Linked DNA regions of Zea mays: all the other regions are linked to region 1. A link is a contact called in public Hi-C data. All regions are on one chromosome and are shown on one strand. Each heading gives the region's core, a stretch centred on a gene start, on an enhancer-like site or on the middle of the called end of the contact. The rest is flanking DNA. Distances are from core to core; before and after follow the strand shown. Region 1 holds the start of LOC100191580. Region 2 holds the start of LOC100501338. Region 3 holds the start of LOC103629419.

Evidence for each region. Hi-C and Micro-C count contacts between places; a contact is called where the count stands out from the background.
Region 2: a contact with region 1 is called in a Hi-C map of tassel, with 2.4 times the contacts expected there. The contact joins the promoter of LOC100501338 here to the promoter of LOC100191580 in region 1. A contact is called at or near these places in 3 of 25 Hi-C or Micro-C datasets (bundle sheath, ear and tassel).
Region 3: a contact with region 1 is called in a Hi-C map of leaf, with 5 times the contacts expected there. The contact joins the promoter of LOC103629419 here to the promoter of LOC100191580 in region 1. A contact is called at or near these places in 2 of 25 Hi-C or Micro-C datasets (bundle sheath and leaf).

The regions. Positions count from the first base shown.
Region 1 is chr6:72,616,877-72,621,604 of Zm-B73-REFERENCE-NAM-5.0, reverse strand. LOC100191580 reads right to left here and starts at 2,667. Exons shown (of 14, transcript NM_001137010.1): 1 at 2,144-2,667; 2 at 1,959-2,044; 3 at 1,091-1,209; 4 at 772-882; 5 at 454-552; 6 at 186-308. The coding sequence starts at 2,493.
Region 2 is chr6:73,118,948-73,123,675 of Zm-B73-REFERENCE-NAM-5.0, reverse strand. It overlaps LOC100501338, which reads right to left and starts at 2,692. Exons shown (of 11, transcript NM_001362598.1): 1 at 2,591-2,692; 2 at 1,003-1,075; 3 at 522-642; 4 at 1-95. The coding sequence starts at 1,055.
Region 3 is chr6:72,902,779-72,907,506 of Zm-B73-REFERENCE-NAM-5.0, reverse strand. It overlaps LOC103629419, which reads left to right and starts at 2,194. Exons shown (of 1, transcript XM_008650548.3): 1 at 2,194-3,830. The coding sequence starts at 2,607. The coding sequence ends at 3,296.

The sequences.
Region 1 (4,728 bases), core at 1,418-3,917:
GTACATAACTTTTACGTATTTGAAGTAGCATGCCTACAACTGTAAAGGACAAATGACATTAACTAATCTCTTGGGATTATTTTATGACACCACATGTAAAAGGATAAATATAGTTGTCATTTTTGTAAAAGTAACATACAAACATTACCAATGTGTGGAAAGAGCAATTTCAATACAATATGTACCTTTTCTAAAGCCTTCACATTTTTGCGCCATTTCCGGCCCTTGTTCCCACTTCTTTCTTCTTGGTGTAGGGCTTCAGCAGCTTTTTTTAACTCCCTGGCCTTCTTTCCCAGTTCAGTTGCTTCCTGCAGGATACATGTTTAACCTCAAGAAACATTGATATCCGAACAATCAATAATTACTATAGCAACAAAAAGATTGATCACAAGAGACACAAGCATCCGTTTTTCCGTTATGATCAAAATGTTGTACATGAGAATGTATGCCCACCTTTATATATTGTGAGCGTGTAATTACAGCTTTTGGACGACGAACAAATGAGAATATAAGTCCCAATGGAAGGCAGGCAATTCCGACACCACCAAATATCTACCAAAAAGAAAAGGTATAGTTAGCAGAATGAAAGAAAAAATTGCAGAACGATTACAGCATGGTTACAGGTTATAGCAGTACTAAATGACAGGTGAGCAGTGTTCTTATTTCACAATCAACTTTCCATATCTAAAAAAAATTTGGCGAATTTGAACAGAGCAATACCTATACACAAAATGTACATAAAACAAACCATTGAGTTGAAAATGAACTCACCGTGAAAAGCACAGATCCAACAATTGTAGTAAGAGCAACCACATATTCAGGGAAGGTAGCACGCATTGTCCAAGTTGTTTGCGAGTTAGCCGGTGCAGTAGAAGCCGCACACTGAAAACACAAGACAGAGGTCAGTTGCAACTAGTCAACAAATCTCTAGGCCTAATTGTTGGATAAAGTGGGGAAGTAGAGAACTAAGGATACTGACAAATTGATGGAGTCAGAGACTAGTGCTCATTCGGCGAAAACATAAAGACAGCAGAAAGAGACTAAAAGTCATCGACAAAGAAAATGGTAATTTCATATTTCAATGACTAACCTGACGAGTCAATGGACTAAAGCAAGGCTGGCCACTTGAGAATCCAGAAAATGAGTTTGGAAATGTCTGGACCGATGAAGATAGGTGCCTCACAGTGAAGTCCACTTTACCAACAAGTCCTGAAGTGCCAAATGGAGATGGAATCAGCCTACTTAGGTAAACACACACACACACCATCACAAGACTGAAAAGGCTTGATATTGCTGGAACTTAGGAACTCAATGATATCCGGTGATCACTTGATGACATAAATTTTTAGCCATAACCATCTCATGTTGTTAATGATCAGTAATTTGAGCAATAGGATCTGTATTAAAGGTAAAAGTAAGGTTACTATCAGGGCAACCCATCCTATACAATTGTAGCTGTCAAAGAAACAGTACATTTTTATCTCATTAGTCATATGACTGTAACACAAGAGGCAAACTATTTTTTTGTTGTGTAAACGAATGCCTATGTAATCTCACAACACATATACACAGCAGAAAGAAATACTCCCTCCGTTTTTTAAATTTGTCGTGTTTTAGTTCAAAAATGAACTAGCGGGCGACAAATACTCGATCGAGAACGGAGGGAGTACAAACTAAGCTCACAAAATCCTTGAGAGGAAGGGTACAGAATTCCAGATCTGAGCAGTTGTGTGGGTGGGGGTGGGGGGCAGAGCTCAAAATTGTCGTGTCGATTCGAACCCAAATGCAACACTGGAACCCACGACAAGGTTCGGGCAACAGATGCCACTTTTTTTAACTGAACTACACTAAAATGGTAGTAGTATTCAGAATCTCACTCCAATCCTGTAGAAATCATAAGAGCATCCTGAGTGGGGGTGAGAGAGGAATGGGGGAAGCATGGATTGATCCGCGCGCACCGTATAGAATGCCGAGGACGAGGCCGCACACCACCGCGGACGCGACGACCCAGATGAGCGCAGTCCTGAGCCTCTTCCCGACGGACCTGCAGGGAAGGCAGATCCAAATCAGCAGCGGGAATGAAGAAGAACGGATGGAAACGCAGGCAAGGGGGGAGGGGGGAAGCGGCGAGGGGGGAAGTTACTTGTCCTGGTCGCCCTCGTAGTAGAACATGGCGAAGGGGATGACGAGGAAGACGAGGACGGCGTCTACGATGTAGACGACGAGCCAGAGCGTCCTCATGGGGAGCGTGAGACTGCAGGCGCCGTTGTAGACGGCCTTGCGGCAGGCCTGGCGATTGGCGACGTCGGCAGGGAGCATGAGGATTGAGAGGACGGCGACGGTGAGGCCGAGCACGACGACGAGCTTGGGGAAGTAGGCCTGGTTGACGTCGTCGGGGTGCTGGTAGTTGACGAGCAGGTAGACGCTGACGAGCAGCACCAGCACGCTGACCACCGCCGCCACGATCACCAGCGCGACGTTGAAGTCCCCCATCGGGGTGGCCGCCGCCGGATCTCGCGCCCTTCCTCCTAGTCTCCAACTCCCACTAGGGTTTGGGCAGTCCCCCTCGCTCCGGCGGCGCCAGCGGCGCGGGGGGAGGGGAGCACCACCGGCGAGCGGGATCTGGGCAGGACGGCAGCGGTGGGTGCAAGAAGGGAGGCAGGTAGCTGCGGGCTACCAGCAGCGCGTGAGGGTAGAGGTGGGGTGCGGTGGGTAGTGGGTTGACGACGTCGAGGGGGGAAAGGGACGGGGGCGACTGGGAGAGGCAGAGGAAGGAGGCTGGAGGCCAACAGCGTGGGCTAGGCTGGCGCCGGCTCGGGCGGTTTGGTCGGGGTGGGGGCGGCTTTGGTTGGGTTCTCTTTTCGGCGGGCGGAGTGTTTTTCCTTCGGAGCGCTGTGCGTTCCGGACTCATGGGCCGAGACCGAATGGCCCACGATCAGCACTTGAAGGACGATAGCCCAACCACTGCCGAAGAGGCGCTGGCAGGCCTAATCCAACGGTTGCAGAAATTTGGTCCGTCGCTTCCTGTCCGTGGCCGTCGCTGCTGGTCTACGCCGGGACGTGAGCACGACAAGGACATCGCTGCGGTCGTCTCGTCGCTGTAGAAAAACAATCACACGCGAACACGGTGAGTATTTCTGTTACCAATTCATTTCTCCCTTTCTCCATACGAATGCAGTCGTACTTATAGACACTTACAAAGGCCGGCCCACAACGGTCTCGGTTCTAAGTGTTGAGAACCATTGATAGTCGCCTAGAGGGGGTGAATAGGGCGAAACTGAAATTTATAAATATAAACACAACTACAAGCCGGGTTAGCGTTAGAAATATAAACTAGTCCGCGAGAGAGGGTGAAAAACAAATCGCAAGCAAATGAAGAGTGTGACACGTGGATTTGTTTTACCGAGGTTCGGTTCTTGCAAACCTACTCCCCGTTGAGGAGGCCACAAAGGCCGGGTCTCTTTCAACTCTTCCCTCTCTCAAACGGTCCCTCGGACCGAGTGAGCTTCTCTTCTCAAATCAAACCGGGAACAAAACTTTCCCGCAAGGGCCACCACACACTTGGTGCCTCTTGCCTCGATTATAATGGAGTTTTGATCACAAGAACAAGTGAGAAAGAAAAGAAGCAATCCAAGCGCAAGAGCTCAAAAAGAACACGGCAAATCTCTCTCGCTAGTCACTAAAGCCTTGAGTGGAATTGGAGAGGATTTGATCTCTTTGGTGTGTCTAGAATTGAATGCCTAGCTCTTGTAAGTGGTTGAGAAGTGGAAAACTTTGATGCCATGAATGGTGGGGTGGTTGGGGTATTTATAGCCCCAACCACCAAAAGTGGCCGTTGGGAGGTTGTCTGTTCGATGGCGCACCGGACAGTCCGGTGCACACCGGACATGTCCGGTGCCCCCGCCACGTCATCACTGCCGTTGGATTCTGACCGTTGGAGCTTCTGACTTGTGGGCCCGCCTGGATGTCCGGTGCACACCGGACATGCACTGTTCCCTGTCCGGTGCGCCAGTATGGGCGACTCTGACTTCTGCGCGCGCTGCGCGCGCAATAAATGCATCGCAGGTAGCCGTTGGCGCCGGATAGCCGTTGCTTCGGAGTTGCACCGGACAGTCTGGTGCACACCGGACATGTCCGGTGAATTATAGCGGACTAGCCGTTGGAGATTCCCGAAGCTGGCGAGTTCCTGAGGCCGCTTCTCCTTGGCACACCGGACACTGTCCGGTGTACACCGGACAGTCCGGTGAATTATAGCGCGAGTGCCTCTGAAAATTCCCGAAGGTGGCGAGTTCGAGTTGGAGTCCTCTGGTGCACCGGACATGTCCGGTGGTGCACCGGACACTGTCCGGTGGCACACCGGACAGTCCGGTGCGCCAGACCAGAGGTGTCTTTGGATGACCCTTTGCTCCTTTGTTGAATCCAAAACTTGATCTTTTTATTGGCTGAGTGTGAACCTTTTACACCTGTATAATCTATACACTTGGGCAAACTAGTTAGTCCAATAATTTGTGTTGGGCAATTCAACCACCAAAATTAATTAGGGACTAGGTGTAAGCCTAATTCCCTTTCAATCTCCCCCTTTTTGGTGATTGATGCCAACACAAACCAAAGCAAATGTAGAAGTGCATAGTTGAACTAGTTTGCATAATGTAAGTGGAAAGGTTGCTTGGAATTGAGCCAATATAAATACTTACAAGATATGCATGGATTGTTTCTTATTTATAACAT
Region 2 (4,728 bases), core at 1,443-3,942, 500 kb before region 1:
TGGTCTTGTAGTATTGCCCTTTGCTTTCCTAACTCCTCAATCCTGCTTGCCAACATTCCTTGCTGTTCCAACAGAAACAGCACAATCTTCTCTATCTGAGTAAACGGAGAATAAGAGATTAATACACTGACCCCAGTAGGAACAGTTGGATATAATTACTCACACCAATATCAAACCAAGAAGAATACCAGCTGAACTACAAATTAGTTCAGAAAAAGTACATGAATTATGTACCAAAGCTGGAACTTTAAAAGTACACAAATTAAATTTCTGAAGAAATTGTCAACTCTTCTTATAGTATTTATGTAGCATCGTATTTATGAACGTCATTTACATAAATAGCACCGTCTTGCTGAACATGCAAGTGCATACAGAGGTCAGATATGGATAATGCATGCTCACCAAGTTGATGCTACAATCAGCAAGTTAAATATCCAGAGAGAAGCTAAATTCTGCAAGTTAAAGCAGATCAGGGAGTTTGAACTGATGACTTTGCACAGATTTTTATTTAATATCATTACCTGATCATCAAGCATCTTCGAGAAATCCTTCAGAACCCGGCGACGATCTTTCTCGCCCTGCTGGAGCTGCTGGCCATACTGTTTAACTTTCTTCTTCATCAACTTGTAATTGATATAATATCTGAAAACATTGACATAGAGACAACAGTCAAGCTTGGTAACTAAGGATGCAAGTATGGAATCTTTTACACTAAGGAGTATAGTAAACAGAGACCACAGAAATGCGATGTGTCAAAACTACAAGGCAGCATAGCCATGAATGCTATTACAAAACAATCAAAGATTGAATAATGTCAATGCTTCATAACCAGATTATCAATTTGTTCAGTAAATGCACGCAAATGATTTAAATTCGAAAAGAAAAAGAAAGCCACTGAATGAATTGGAAGTAGATGTTATTCAGAGAACCCATAACTTTGTAGTAATATAGATTGGTTCACTGTAAAGTATAAACAGAAACCTATACAGATATAAACAGTACCCTTTCCATTCTGGAATTTGATCAGCCATCAATTTCTTCCCGAAGTTAACCATCTTGAGTTTAAAATACTAATCTGCCAATGAAAGTAGCACTGTGTTAGCACTTAGCAGCACAAACAGACAAAGAAAAAAGATATTAATGATAGTTGCTGAGATGTGAGTGACATAAAAAAGGAATAAAAATGTCAACGAGCAAGGTTCTCTCTATGGACATATGTTTTCAGTTTAGCGTAAAGTCAGCTGTAAAACTCAGTACCGTCACATGGGAGAAAACAACAGACATAGTAAGGTAACACAAGGAACCTACATATACCCTAAGATGAGAAACGTCCAACACAAAAGCTACCAATAGTCCCACGACAATATGAGCACAAGCAATCTTGAGAGAATCACATCTGTGCACGCTACTCCACATGACAATGACCAAGACCAAAAGCACCATCTGTATCTATAGCAATAGAGCACTTAGATATCATTACTGACCAAAACAAAGCACAGCCACAGCCTTGTTATCTTGTCCTCTTGAATAGAGAAGCAATTACAGAGAACCGCAAATAAACTTTGGCAACCGCAACTTGATTTGTTTGTCACAATCTCTTAGTGCAAAAGATGGCAACAAATTATCAAAGTCCATTTTGTCTTACTGAATGACAACTTCTCAACCAATCATGTGATCGATTACCCTTGATTTTTTTTCTTTGCATCAACTTGTGATGCACATGCAGCTGACAGTAGATGAGTCAGCATAAAGGTATCGTGCAACCATATTAAAACCTATAATCTGGAAACCACCAAAAGCAATTTGTGTAACAGTGAAGGCTAGAACTACTGATGAAAAACATACAACCTTGATGGTTCAAGCTGAAGTTCAGGCCAGATCTAACTGGGTTCAAGCTATAGCACCCACATAACCATAGACCCCATCCGGAGACACCCTACCTCAAATTCAATCAAATTGGCACTTGGGAGTGACAGTCAGGGATCTCTCGCAACAGTAAACAGCATCCTACCAAAACAAACGTAGCCTTCGGCTGAAGGTGAAATTAAGGACACAGGCGAAACAAATTTCACATCGGGTTTCAGCTCTGGGACAACAGGCAAATATCTCGCTCAAACTAAAGTCTGGAGCAATGTCTCGCAACAGGGGGTGGGGATGGGATCTCCCTACCAAGTCTAACCCAGACCCAACGGGAACAGGCTTGGTTAGCTGGTGTTTCCCAACAAAGCAGCCTGCCGCCCCTTCGCCGGGACCACGCCCCACGGTATGAGACGATCCGCGCAGAAATCATCGCAGAGGCACTGAAACTCTCGAGGGCGGACGAATCCATCCGATACGGTGGCCTCGAGCTCGACACTACTCAACGCATCAACGCAGGTCGCTGTCGCCTAAATCACCCACAGAATCCCGCCGGCATCTCAGCGCAAGCCACCCGCCCAAATTGAAGTACTGAACAAACCCAACGGCATGCCAAAAAGGACGGCGTGAGATCACGGGTTCGGTACACGGGCGAGCCAGCGAGCGAGCGGTGCTGAAACGAAGGTTCTAATCAGGAATTCACGGGCGAGTGAGCGATGAGCCTCGTCGTTACCTGCGCGGAGCGGAGGCGAGTGGCAGGGGAAGGGGATGCCGTCGGGAGGGATGGAGGGGCCGCGAGAGCAACGGGATGCGGGTATTTATAGCCAGGCGAACGAGGTGGAAGAGAGACGGGCGCGGGTGGCAGCAGCCGGTAGCCGTGAGACTATCCGCAACCGTTACCCCTAAATTTTTCCTCCTATATCACTTTTTCCCTCTATTTTCCTCCCTATTTTTTAATCTCCCGCAGCGGTTCCCCCTAAATACTCCCCCTATACCCCACTACCACTATAAAATATCATTTTCTATACCAACTATCAATTTTTTATCTACTAACAATTACTCGTGGACCCACAGTACAGTGTTGTAGGGAGTGAACAGTGAAACGCTAAGGGCCTGATTGGTTGCCGTATCTAGGCAGCATGGCCGAGCGAGCCAGGTCCGCGGCAGCCTGGCTGTGCATCGCGTGAGCCTGGCTCCACAGATGCGCAGATTTTGGTCGCATCTCCAGAGCCTGGCCCGAGCTCCTTTTTTGCATCGCGAGACACAGGCGCTGATGCATATGCGGCAAACCAAACAAGCGGCAAAGTAGCACGCGCCTGGTTACGTGGATGCAACCTACAACCAAATACACTACGACCGCATACCGTGAGCCTGGTTGGCCTATATGCGGGCAACCAATCAGGCCCTAAATTGAGGGAGAGAGAGAAGAGGGCCGCCGACTAGAGGGCCATTTAGGGGAGGGCGCTGCAGCTGGTAGCGGTTACCTGTAGCCGCCATCCACGCGCAAGGGGAGGGGTAGAGTCATGCGCTGCGGACAGTCTGAGCCGCCCCCGGCGATAGGCGGCGCGGGGTCGCTCGCGGTGAGCGTTCGCACCTCGGATTGGCCGGTTCGATTGGGTCGAGTCGAGCGAGTGACGGCCTGACGGGGTCCGTGCGCGTCCCCGATTTCGGGGGCGAGGACCGTAGGCCACGTCAGCGCGCCGCGTAAACTGCAGAGCGTTCCGTGCCGTTGCACTGCACGGCGGCGGCCAAGGGCCATCCCGTGTGCACTACGGCAAGTAGTACAACACTAGCTAGTGTCCGCGTTCTTCGGAGTACTTTTCAGCGTGGCACGCTTTGCGGCCCCTGCTCCTCCGTCCAAAAAAAAAAGATGTTTTTCTCTTTTCAATAACGCTAGCTTAAATTTAAAAATCACCTAAGTGTGTAGAAACTAATTTCCTTACTATATTAAAACATCAGTTTCGACGGTTGTCTTTCGTCATATTTTTATGTAAAACCTCTTGTATTTTGCTTCTCTCAACCTACCGTCCTCTCCCTTCCCACGACCCAACCACGTTGTCTCTCGCTATCTGCAGTCATCACAATGAAACACATATCCATCCATTCGCCCTGGCTTCTCTGTACGCTATAAAACCGCATTCACCGTCACCCTCCACGCCTAACAAACCACCATGACCGAGCGGCTCGCCCCGTCTGCCGCCACCCTCCACGCTTTAATTGTTGCCACTCCGTTTCCCCACATGGAATAGCCCGTCCGAGGAGTGAGTGATTTCTATTTCCATATCTCGCCCCCTCCCACCCCCACCCTACCTCGCATAGAAAGAAGATGGAGGCGCGGGTCTCACTAGAGCTCTAGACGAGCATGTGCCTGCGGTTGGGACGTGTGTCCAGCGGCGCCCTTCTCATCACCCGCAACTCCTCTGCAGGCACCGACGATGTTGAAGAAGTCAGCGTGATTGAGGCTGGATCCGCGCGGGGTGGGGTTGCGCGAAGACTACAACGAGTAGATCTCGACGCTGGAGAGGTTGAAGCCCCGAGGGCTGCATGGACTCGGAGTGGGTGTGCAAGTACGAGCATGCTACTGTGTTGCTTGTTAGCAACAACACCTAGATTATCTCTAGAAGTTTAGATAAGGGGAGTTTGTGCGCTAGATAAGTTGGGTGATGTATATCTGATCAAACTGATTCAGCTTGAATGTAAAACTACTTGTTGTTGATTCCTCACGTATTTTTGCTCAGACTGCAATCTAGGGATAGAGTTAAGGGTTGACATGTCCATTTCCGATGCCAATTCGACTTCAATGATGCACTTTTGATGAAGGCTACTAGGATGTCTATAGAATTTGTCTATTGTCTCATCACTGACAAACTG
Region 3 (4,728 bases), core at 945-3,444, 290 kb before region 1:
ATTAATACCAACATAAGGTTATTGTATGTGTGTTTTATAAAGACAAATTTGAGTTTGGTCATCAAACCCTATGAATAGTTGCCTCATCAGACCAACGTGGATAGGTCCGATGAGTGTTGCGGAGTGACTAAAGAGATTCTAGTAGGCGTCGAACTGGTCTGATGGTAAACGTCGGACCATATACCCAAAGTGGCGTTCAAACTGCTAGTTCTCACATAGTAGCATAATAGTTATTGTTGTGCCTCGTTGGATCACGTGTTATGGTCTGACGGTGATTGTTCATTGGTCCAACGACCGCATTTTTAGCTTGAGTTGCCTATAATGGTTAGTTGTCGTTTTAAGTCTATAAATACCCAACCAATTGTTGCCCTTGTCCCATTTAATAGCCAAAGCAACAGACACACACACACACACACACACACACATATATATATATATATATATATATATATATATATATATATATATATATAGTGTGATGAGGAGCTATTGCATAGGGAGGGACTTGAGAGTCAGATTTCACACAATTAGCAACCTTATTAGTACAAACAAGAGTGATTCACCCATTGATCTCATTAGCCTCGATAGATTCAAGTGAGAGTTTATTCTTCTTACTCTTGGTGATTGGCATCATCTAGATTGTTTGATGGCGATAGGAGTGTGGTGTTTGTCCAAAGCAATTGTGGGTGATCCAGCTTGGGGCATGTATACATTTGTAAGCGGTTCAAAATGTAGGAGAAACGAAGAACCAGTTTATAGAGAACACTTGGTATAAGAACCAGTTCATAGGAGAGGCAAAGAACCGATTCATGTTGTGTTGAATCTTTTACCATTTTTGTGCTAATCATGCATGTTGCCACTGCTAAGGGCATCCGCAATGGTATGGGCTAGTTACTAGTTCTACGATAACCTCTCCAATGATATTAAGTGTGTGTTTGGTAGGACTCACCTCCGGCTATCCTGGAGAAGCTCTAGCAAACGTTTTAATTGGAGGAGTCGTTTTACATGGAAAAATGAGGCGAAAACGGCTCCGGCTCTTTTGGAGGAGCCTTTGGTGAGGAGCCCTATCAAACACACCTCTATGACTTGTTTTAGAGTAAGGATACTAGAGGGGATTGAATGGGGCTAAAATCTCTTGTTATTCAAAAATTAATAGTAAGAGAATTTTAGCCCCTCCAATGCCCCTTCGTTATCCTCGATCTCAAACAAGCCCCTAAGAACCTATTTTGAAGGACCTAGTTTTTTTTTAAAAAAACTGGTTTATAGAAACTAGAGTGGTTCCAAACGTATCAGTTTATGCTCTAGTTAATTTATAGAAATTGGATTCCCAGTTTCTTAAAAACCAAGAAGCTACTTTTTTCTAGCTAAAACAAGCTTTTGTTTGTTTAATTACATCAATGCCCTTATTGGTTTCATGAATTTACATCTATTATCACCGCTTCTTAAAATAGAGAAAGGATATGCTAGTAATTGTGTATCAAAAAACTAGAAACTAGTTTCTTAGAAACTAAGTTCCAACCACCCCATTATTCAACTTTTTTCCTTTATAAACCAGTTTCTAGAAACTATATATAAACTCTTTTTCTAACCCCCGTGTGCTTCTAAATAGGCCCTAACTTTTAGCATATATATAGCTCAAACATCAATAGCCCCATATGACATTCTCATATATAAACTTGAAATGTGTGCGGTGTGCATAAGCTAGCTAAAACTAACTTTTTTTTTCTCACTTTTATTAAAGTATGAAGCAATATGTTTTGAGCGCTCGTAAGTTACATGCACCAAAGTGTTTTCCCCACCGATATTATCCACCATCCCACTTGATCAGCTAGGTCAAGCGTGTAACCACTGACCCCACCTACATTTGCGTTCTTGATGCATGCCACGTCTTGCTATTGCTGCTAACCACGAACTTGCCCCCCCTTCGTCGTCTCCATATTTGTTTAACACTTATTTTAATTTTCTACATACGTACAGTTGTTTATGAAAGTAGCTAGGGCGTGTACGTACGTCGCTGTCAGGCGTCCAGACAGCAGTCACACACAGCACAAAGTCATACGTACATATATATCTTTTTGCCGGTCCTGTACTTTTCCCGCCCCAGGCTGCGACGCACGTTCCTGTGTTTTGAATTCAATTCCGACGGTTTGATTTGAAAATTCCATGTCCCAATAAGGACCGCTACGAATTCAAAAACTTTTATTTGAATTCAACTCGAACCGTTACACCTCTTCTTCCCGAGAAGAAGAAAACAAAATAGACGAAAAGGTTCACGTCGCCATCGCCACTGTCCGGTGCTCTCGTTCCGCGAAGACGCCAAGAACTAACGCGCGCCGATGCAAGCGGCTTCTCGCCCCTAGCTAGCTTAGCTAACCTTCGTCGCTCGCAACGCGAGCTAACCTTCTGTGCGGCTTCGCGCGCGCCCCATGCAAGAGAGAAGGGCGAAGCTGCTCCTCGTCCTCCTCCCGCCTCCCTCATACTTTCCCCCCCGGCTACACCTTCCACGCCATGCGCCCGTATAAACCGCCAGGCGAGGCCACCCGCCCGCTTTACCGCATCCTGCTGCACCCGCATCTGCTGATAATCCCGCGATCGACGAGGCCACCATGTCATCGTCGCTGCGGTTCCTGCGGCCGAAGAACGACGGCGGCGGCGGAGACGACGGGTGCTTCGACGGCGTCGAGCTGGAGGTGACGGTGCTGTCGGCGGACTCGCTGCGCCTACCGCCGTCCTACTCGCCGCTGCCCCGCCGGCTGCGGCCGTACGTGACCGTGGCGTCGTCGGACGCGCCCGCCGGCTCGGCCTGCAGCACGGCGGTGGCAGTGGGGAGCGGCGGCGGCGGCGGCGAGCACGCGTGGGGCGACACGCTCGTCGTCCCCGTGGGCGCGGGCTTCCTGGAGGGCCGCGCCCACGTCCACGTCTCCGTGCTCTCGGAGCCCGCCTGCCGGCTCGTCGGCGCCACGCCGCTGGGCTGGTGCCGCATCCCCGTGGCCGACGTGCTCGACGGCCTCCGCCCGCCGCGCGCGCTCCGCCGGCTCAGCTACTCGCTGCGCTGCCCGCGCCGAGGCGGGGGCGGGGGCGCGTGGGGCCACGGCGTCGTGCACCTCTCCGTGCGCCTGCTTGGCCTCCGCGACGACGCGCCGGCAGCCACGGCCACGGCCACGGACGCGACGCCGCCGGTGCAGCAGGGTTGGTGCCGCGTGGCGATGGGCATCCCGGTGTCCGGACCGTCGTCGGCGGCCGCTTCCGCCGTCGTCGGGATGCCCTTGTCGTGGGGCGCCACCACGTCACGGTGACGGGGCCACGACTAGCCGTGGAAAAACGGTGGAATTTTTGCCGGCGATCAGTCGATGTCGACCAGCGAGCGCGGTACGACCAGGTCGTGATTGGGGCTTTTTCACGCGTCAGGAATAGGAATAGCGGCTGGAAAAGGAAACTAGTGCGTTTAGTCAAAAAAGGTGCCTTCCAATCTTCCATGCAGCTACCTAGACGCCGCTGAGGCTGGAGTGTGGGACCAAAGTGCATGATGAATAGTAATTGTAAATGTCTACTGTTTATTTCAAGTCTAACCAAAGGTACCCGACGTCCAAATCAAAGTCAGAGTTGATATGTGCGCTCGACGAAAGATGCCAAGCGATTGTTGTCAACCTAGAGGGTCGTTCGGTTCCTGGAACGATGACACGTGAAACGATTTAAGGTCGGATTGTTTATCAAAAGCTAGCTATTCGAATTTTTGGGTTGTAATTTATAGAAACAAAACATTGTAAAATTAGTAGAAGTTGGTATAGATTAAAATAAAGCGAACATGCTATATATAACTTACAAATTTACTAGATTTGTGCCGGTGCATTGCTACGAGAGTAAAAAATTTGTATGAAATATAGATACGGAACGACAAATATCACTATGATATGCAAAACCCTGTAGTAACACCATAACGCTAATATTATATTGATGAAATTAATATGTAATGTTATAAATATGACGACCCAAATTGATTCAACTGTGAAACAGACATTATCATTTCTAAATCTAAAAGGAATATATAGAAGGCAATGTGTCAGAAGGCAATGTATCAGGTGAATCAAGTTTTCATGTAAATTCTGTGCAAACCAACTAACAATAGCCACAAAAAATCTAAAAAATATAGATATACTTCATTGCCTACTCTACTAATGTATAAAATTTGAAGTCCAAATTCACCATATGTTAAAATATACAAAAAAAGAAAATTTTGAGACAAAAAGTAAAAATTATCTCAAAATTTTTTAATGACAGACAAATATGTCGACAACTATACACTAATCTAATCCTTTTTAGCGATATTAATAAGTCCCTGTTGTATGTTTACAGGGATAGTATATTGGCACAAATTGTTCTTATAACTTAACAGATCGATCACAAAGTTCGTTCGAAGAATCTTTGCATCCTACACACAAAGACATAAAAGAATAAAACGTCAATTTTTTTATTATTTAACTGGAATGTATGTTTAAACATGAAAAGAACGTACTCCACTCACCCCAATAAATTTTATTCATCTGTCATTTCGCACTTGTCATAGATTGTAGAACGAGGTAACTGATATTAATCCTATAGAATAATAGTTAGGTGCATGTGCGTTGCTATGCTTTCTATATATCACGGATGATATTTATTGATGAATACTTTGTGGGACTCCTATTGTTCAAATCAACAACAATATATTTATCTCAAAAATGTACAAAA